Linked DNA regions of Sus scrofa: region 1 is linked to region 2. The links are chromatin contacts, called in public Hi-C maps. All regions are on one chromosome and are shown on one strand. Each heading gives the region's core, a stretch centred on a gene start, on an enhancer-like site or on the middle of the called end of the contact. The rest is flanking DNA. Distances are from core to core; before and after follow the strand shown. Region 1 holds the start of NUFIP2 (nuclear fragile X mental retardation-interacting protein 2). Region 2 has its middle 61 kb from the start of CRYBA1.

Region 1 (3,136 bases), core at 84-2,583, 100 kb before region 2:
TATATAAGGTGTCATAAAAGTAGAAAAAAAAAGGTTACTAGGGCATGGGGGAAAGAGGGAATGGAGAGTTACTGTTTAACGGGTACAGAGTTTCAGTTTCTGATGATGAAAAGTTCTGGAGATGGACAGTGATGGTTTTATAACAATGTGATTGTACTTAACACTAAACAGCATACTTAAAACTGATTAAAATGGTAAATTAAAAAAACCAATATAACATACACTGAGAAAAATTACACATACATACATATTCAGTTTACGAAATAATTATAAAGCAAATATATATGTAATCACCATCTAGGTCAAGAAATAAAATATTATCAGAGTACACCCGTGCATCCCCATCACAATCTCTTTCTTCCTGCGTAGTGAGTCTCCTGACTAAACATTTGCTTTTAAAAATCAGGCTGTGATGTGGTAATGCAGGATAAGTTAAGTCAGTATTACAAAATGCAACAGACTATTTCTTTAAATTCCTATATTTTCCAAAAAAATTTTTTAAAACTTAACTTTCAAAGTGCTCTTTCCTCCTCTTTCTCTCTGGAAACTCTTCACATTCTAAAACCTATCTTGGTTCCACAGTTGACCTCACCTGCAGAGTTAAAAAAAAAAAACAATAAAACTTCAGTGTAGATTTTAGATTTTCATTCCTCCCGCTCTCCCTTGCCTCCATCTACAAAGAAACAATGATTTAAACCCTTTGTGCCCTTTTAGAAAATTACACAGATACCCCATTGTGGAATCCTATAATCCCTTCGTGGAAAGGAAGAGATTAGCATATGAATACAAAGCAAAATGAAACCAGAATACAAAATGATCTACTGGGTTGTGAAGTTCTTCTATTTGAAAAAAAAAATGTATTTATTTCCTCTTTTTATATTGTCCCTTTAGTGGTCTCAGGGTTAAGGGAATTGAGCTTCCCCTCTGGTTACCCGGAAAAGGATTTACAAAAAATAAATAAATAAATAAAGCCAACAGATTCTAAGGAGGTGCAAAACCAACAGATGGCTCCCAGAGCCAGTGAAATCACCAGTGGAATCTGCTACCCTCGACATAAGCTAGCTTTCGAGCGAGGAGTGTAGAAAGTGCTGTTCGCATACTGCGCGGTGAAGGAGAGAAAGCGACAGAAGAGCGAGCCATAGTGCTGACGTTGAAGGCCCGGCCCTGTGAGGTTGCATAGGGTAAGTGGCGTTGGCCAGGAGGCAGCGGCCAAGGGGAAGGAAAGAGGATTTGGGCGAGGGGCGGGGCCTGAGGCTCAGCGTGCCTTCTGATTGCTGGGGTGCGGCTGCCAATCTCGCAGAATCGCTCTGTTAACCAGTGCGCTGGCGAGACGCGCTCAGATATACTGAGTGAGCCCGGAGAAGCAGTCTCAGATCCTGACGGTGCAGCAGCGCGCAGCCTCAGCCAGAGAGTCCCAGCCGCTTTCAATGGAGGAGAAGCCCGGCCAGCCACAGTCTCAGCACCATCACAGCCACCACCATCCGCACCATCACCCTCAGCAGCAGCAGCAGCAGCAGCAGCAGCCGCCGCACCACCACCACCATTATTATTTCTACAACCATAGCCACAACCACCATCACCACCACCATCACCAGCAGCCTCACCAATACCTGCAGCATGGAGCCGAGGGCAGTCCCAAGGCCCAGCCAAAGCCGCTGAAACATGAGCAGAAACACGCCCTCCAGCAGCACCAGGAAACGCCGAAGAAGAAAACAGGTCCGGGAGGGAGAACGAATGGGGGAAGGGGGATGGGGTGGGGGGGGTAGGGGAGATGGGGGTGGGGCTGGATCGGGAGAGCGCGGACCGGGTCGAGGTGTGTGTGTGTGTCCCCATCCTGCGGGTCTGGGGAAGCCCCCTTTCATTCTCCAAAAGCTCGGGTTGGGCCTCGGAGTTTGCAGCGCCCTCTTCTTCCCCTCAGCATGGGAGAGGCCCAATCGGGCCTGTGTGACCTTCCCGGCCCCCGCCCGGGCTGGAGGGAGACTCGGAGGGTCGGCCTTGGAAGTCTAACCCTATATTCCTTTCTCATTTGCCTTCCTGGGGCCCTGGAGGGAGCCTAATTTGGGGGCGAACTTAGCCCCCTCCCAAATCCTTTGGGGTGTAACTCGGGAAGGCCTAGCGAATTCCGACTTGGGTGGCGTCGCGAGACCCTTTTGCAGGCGGCGAGGAAAGGGTAGGGGGGCAGACTTGAAGTGTCCTTCCTCACCCGTCACCCCAAGCCCACCTGTGGCCTTGGGGTTCCCCGTCTGGGGGGGGCGGTTGGGACCCTTTATCTCTCGGGTCATTTCCACCACTAGACGCCCCATTTGGGCACCGGACCTCGTAGTCTGTCCTCACGGCTCCTCCCGAGGCCGGCGCCCCAGGCCCGCTCCCCCCAGAGCCGGCGCGGCTGGAATGTTCTCTCCTCCTCGCGAGGCCGCTTCCTGTCCGCCATGTTGGAAGCCGATTCCTGTCACTGACTCCGGCCCACTGAAGAACAGAGGGGGAAGGGTGTCGAGGGGCGCACAGCGCGGCGAAGCCGGGTGGCTCGGGAACCCCCCTGGCGTCGCGTCGCCCCCCACACTGCGGGGGCGCCGCCGCCCCCGGCCCGCGGCCGCCCCTCCCCCAGTCGCCGGCCGGGTTGTGTAACCCGGTGGCGGCCGCGCGGCCCCGGGCGGGTCCCTGGGGTGAGGGGCGGGGGCGGTTGGGGTGGGGGAGGGACTCGGCCACGAGGGGAGCGGCCTGCGCCGGGCCCCGCGCGCCGGCGGCCGCGTTTCCCGCTCCCGGGTGCGGCGGGAGGCGCGGGCGTTCGGGGCTGGGAGCCGGCCTAGAAGCTGAGCTGAGAGAGAAGGAGGCCGCGGGCGGCGGCCGCGGGTGCTTCTCCGGGCAGGAGGGCTGGGGGGGGCGGGGGGGATACATTTTGGGTAGAGGCGGTGCCTGAAGGCCGGGTGGGGTACCCAGCGGGAACCAGGCTCCCCGGTCACGAGTTTCTCTGCCACAGGAACCTCGTCTCCTGCCAGGTTCGCTCACGACTCCGCCTCTCAGGCTTTCTCTTGGGCCCTTTTCCTTCTAGCAGCTCATTTTTACAAAAAAAAAAAAAAAAAAAAAAAAAAGCTTGTTCTATCTCCCTCCTAGCCGCAACATTTACCATCTGGGGTTG
Region 2 (3,374 bases), core at 815-3,314:
ACCCAACTAGTAACCATGAGGATGTGGGTTCAGTCCCTGGCCTCAGTCAGTGGGTTAAGGATCCGGCATTGCCATGAGCTCTGGTGTAGGTCGCAGACGCGGCTTGGATCCCGAGTTGCTGTGGCTGTGGTGTAGCTCCAATTCAGCCCCTAACCTGGGAACCTCCATATGCTGTGGGTCCGGCCCTAAAGAGACAAAAGACAAAAAAAAAAAAAAAAAAAGAATAATAGTACCTTGTAAGGCTGTTTTGAAGGTTAATGAATCAATACACATAAGTCATTAGAATAGCGTTACTGTCCACTTCATGAATCTGTCTCTACTGGCTGAGAAGTGCATGCTGCTGGGGAGCGTGATGGCCATCTGCCCACGGGGATGCCGCAGGCTGTTAACCCCTCGGCTCCGCTCAGGACCAGCTAGGGTGGGGGGTTACTCTTCTCCTCAGGATGGTGCTTTTGCCCAAAGGGCCTTCCAGGTGGAGGTAGGGAAATAAGGCCTGGCTTGGTCCCCAAGCTTACCCAGGGCCACATGGTAGCCTCAGAGTGAGAGGCTTTGCCCTGAGCATCCAGTCTAACCTGTAGTTTGACTCCAGACTGTGCTACCTCAAAACTGTTCTGCTTTTCCGTGACTCCCTCTAGTCAAATCCTTGGCTGATACCAGTACCCTTCAAAGACCAGGCTGCTTTCTTTTTGTTTTCCAGTTGAACAAACAAACTCTACTTTTTCTGTGGTCTCTTTACAACTTATTGTGCTTCTTCACACTTGTCTTGCCTCTGGCAGCCCATCTGGATTAGGCTCGGCAGGAGTTGAGGATGGAATTAAGGCACAGAACAGAGAGGCCGCCCTGGCCCGCCAGTTCCGGGTCTGTTCTCTGCTCCTCCATCACCCGTAAGAGCTTGCCCAGACACTCCCACCTCGGATCGTCTAGCTACTGTAGCAAAACCTTTCAAATTAAGTGCCCGGGATAGAATATAATAGCGGTTGGATCCATGCCCCGTTCCCTTGCTCCCCTGGCAGGGGTGGGGTGGGGCCGGGGGCTTGAGCCTCTAGCGTGCTGAGCGTGCCAAAATCCTCTCTCCGCTGTGTCCTCGTCCCCCTCTTCTTCATTTGGTTCATCCAGCTGGCTTTGCAGGGAGGTGTCCAGTTATGGTCCCCACTACCCCCTGGCAGAACTCCTGGCAGTCTGCTCAGCACAAGACGTCCATTGCCTTATTTGCCCTTGCAAGTTCAGGGGTCTGCTGGCACTTCTCTTCCTGGGAGCACTAACAGCAGATGAGTCCTGCAGCGGGTGGTGTGGGGAAGCCCTCAGGCCACTACATTCCAGATGTCTTACCCATGCATGGTGCAGAGACTTTGCAGAAACAAGGAGCGATTGTGTGGCACTGAGGGGCTTTCTCCCAGGCCTGGGATGCCTTGGGGTGGAGACTGGCTCCCATTCAGCCTTGCCATTTCAGCCCCTCTGCATCTGGTTTCTGCTCCCAGGCTGTGGGTTAAATGGTGGCTACAGGTCCCTCCCCCACATCTTTCTGAGGCACAGTGAGTCAAGGAAAGGCATGTGGGGACAGGAGCCTAAGCAGACTCTGGGACAAGGTGGGAAAGAATAGCAGGTGGTTTGGGACAACACCTGAAGGAGCCTTTGGCAAGGATGACAAGGACAAGTTAAAAGGGGGATCCTCTGGACCAGACTGTCCAATAGAAAGTTCTGCAAAGAGATAAATGTTCTAAGTGCTCTCCCACTTAGTAGCCATTAGCCACACGTGGCTATTGAGCACTTGAAATGTGGCCAGTGACTGATGAACTGAATTTAACATTTTATTTGCTTTTAATTTAATCAGAGGTATTCCTTGTGTCAATTTAAATAGCTACACTTAAGTGGCTACCGTATTAACAGTGCAGCTCTCCACAGCTCATTCAGAAAGAAACAGTGGAGTACTCTGGAAGCTTGTCACCTCTTGCAGTCTCCCCCCCTCCCGCCCGCCGCCACCCCCCCCCCCCCGAGCCTGGGGGAGGGTGGTGTTTTCCTGTCCTCTCCGGAAGGAGGCTTGTCCTCTTGGGCAATTTCTACACTTCACCAACTCTGGAATCCTGATGCCCCAGGGCCAACAGGTCCCTGGCTGTGTGCCACCCTGACCGGGGCATTGGTTCCCCACCTCGCCAAGCATGTTTTCTGCCCAGCCTTGTAATGCTCAGGTGCTCACATGCCCCAGTGGATTTGGCCAGGGCTGTTCATGAGGAGGTGGTGGGTTGGTAGGAAAAGTAGTTTTCGCTCCTTCCTTTCTGCTTCTATGAGGATTGGATCTGTGCTTTATTTTGGCTTCAAAGGGGTTCTAGAAACAGGCCCAGTCGGGGCCTCCAGAGGCGAACACACAGATCCTTAAATTTTTTTGAATGTCCAGTGTTTGGGGGACACTGAGGGTTGTCTAAAGGAGCTTCTCTGACCTTAGGAATAAATAGCACAGGCCTCCAACTCACACCCCAGGAGACAAAACTGATATTTTTATTTAAATTGGTGTGGCTGACCCTTAAACTGGGTTTCCTTTTTTTCTCCTATGGAAGTAGAGAGGAGTTGTCATTTATGTGAAAAAGAGAACAATTCTTCTTTATGCCTATTCTCTCCGGTCTGCCCGAGGGGGTGGGGCTGGGAAGATCATGTGTGGTGCATTTATAGATTCAGAAGCCCCCAGTCTCGGTGGGATTTGGGGCAGGAGTGTGGAGGATGTTGGGAAACCATCCTCAGGGTTGGCCCTTGGCTTTGGGCCTTGTGGGAGCTTGGCAAGTAGAGGCAGTTTGGAAATCCCCAGGGGCCCTGAGGAAATCCCCAGCAGCTGAGAGTCCTCATGGAGCAGCAGGCCCACTCGCACCACCAGTCAGGTGGTCCCTGCAGGCAGCCGGGACCTGACTCCCAAGGGATGGATTCCTGGTCTTATTAGAGGACAAGCCTGGACTTCCCTGCCTAGGCTCTGTGCCCATGAGGTGGTATGGTGTCAACAGGCTCTGAGCAAACCTTCAGGTGTGCGAGGCAGGGGCTGGGAGAGTGCTAAGCCTCAGCGACCACCGCTGGGGCAGTGATGATAGGGGCTGGCTACCCGAAGCCCACTGACCCTCCTGGATTGTTTGTCCCAGATCTCTCCCCACTACACAGGCTCAAAACATCCCTGGATTCTTCTGTTTATTCATGAAGTCATTCATCCATTGTATTCCATTTATAAGCATGTGTTGAGTGACTACTATATAGAGGGGCGTTTAGGGCCGTGGGGATGGAGCAGTGATGAAAGCCAAGTCTGTCTGTGCCGACGTCATCCTTGCTTCTTCTTGACTTATCCCTCCAGGGTAACGGGCGAGGCCATCTTGCCGCTTCAGCCCCCTTGTCTCCAGCTC

The links. A called contact is a pair of places that touch in the nucleus more often than the background predicts.
Region 1: a Hi-C map of skeletal muscle shows a contact between it and region 2, with 2.8 times the contacts expected there. The contact joins the promoter of NUFIP2 here to the enhancer-like site in region 2. A contact is called at or near these places in 1 of 5 promoter capture datasets (liver), 9 of 47 Hi-C or Micro-C datasets (alveolar macrophages, brain, embryonic fibroblasts and 4 more) and 2 of 2 datasets of contacts at active chromatin or transcription factors (alveolar macrophages and skeletal muscle).

What each region holds. Positions count from the first base shown.
Region 1 is chr12:45,504,784-45,507,919 of Sscrofa11.1, reverse strand. NUFIP2 (nuclear fragile X mental retardation-interacting protein 2) reads left to right here and starts at 1,333. Exons shown (of 4, transcript XM_021067508.1): 1 at 1,333-1,716. The coding sequence starts at 1,428. LOC106507970 reads right to left here and starts at 2,904. Exons shown (of 2, transcript XM_021067509.1): 1 at 2,317-2,904; 2 at 1-592. The coding sequence starts at 2,895. The coding sequence ends at 566.
Region 2 is chr12:45,402,996-45,406,369 of Sscrofa11.1, reverse strand. No RefSeq gene overlaps it. Among named protein-coding and RNA genes, the nearest start is that of CRYBA1, 61 kb to the left of the region's middle. Within about 2 kb of position 2,064, at least 19 of the 83 cell types and tissues checked have an H3K27ac peak or open chromatin away from gene starts, as enhancers often do. A contact at or near this core is called in liver and skeletal muscle, where this site is marked.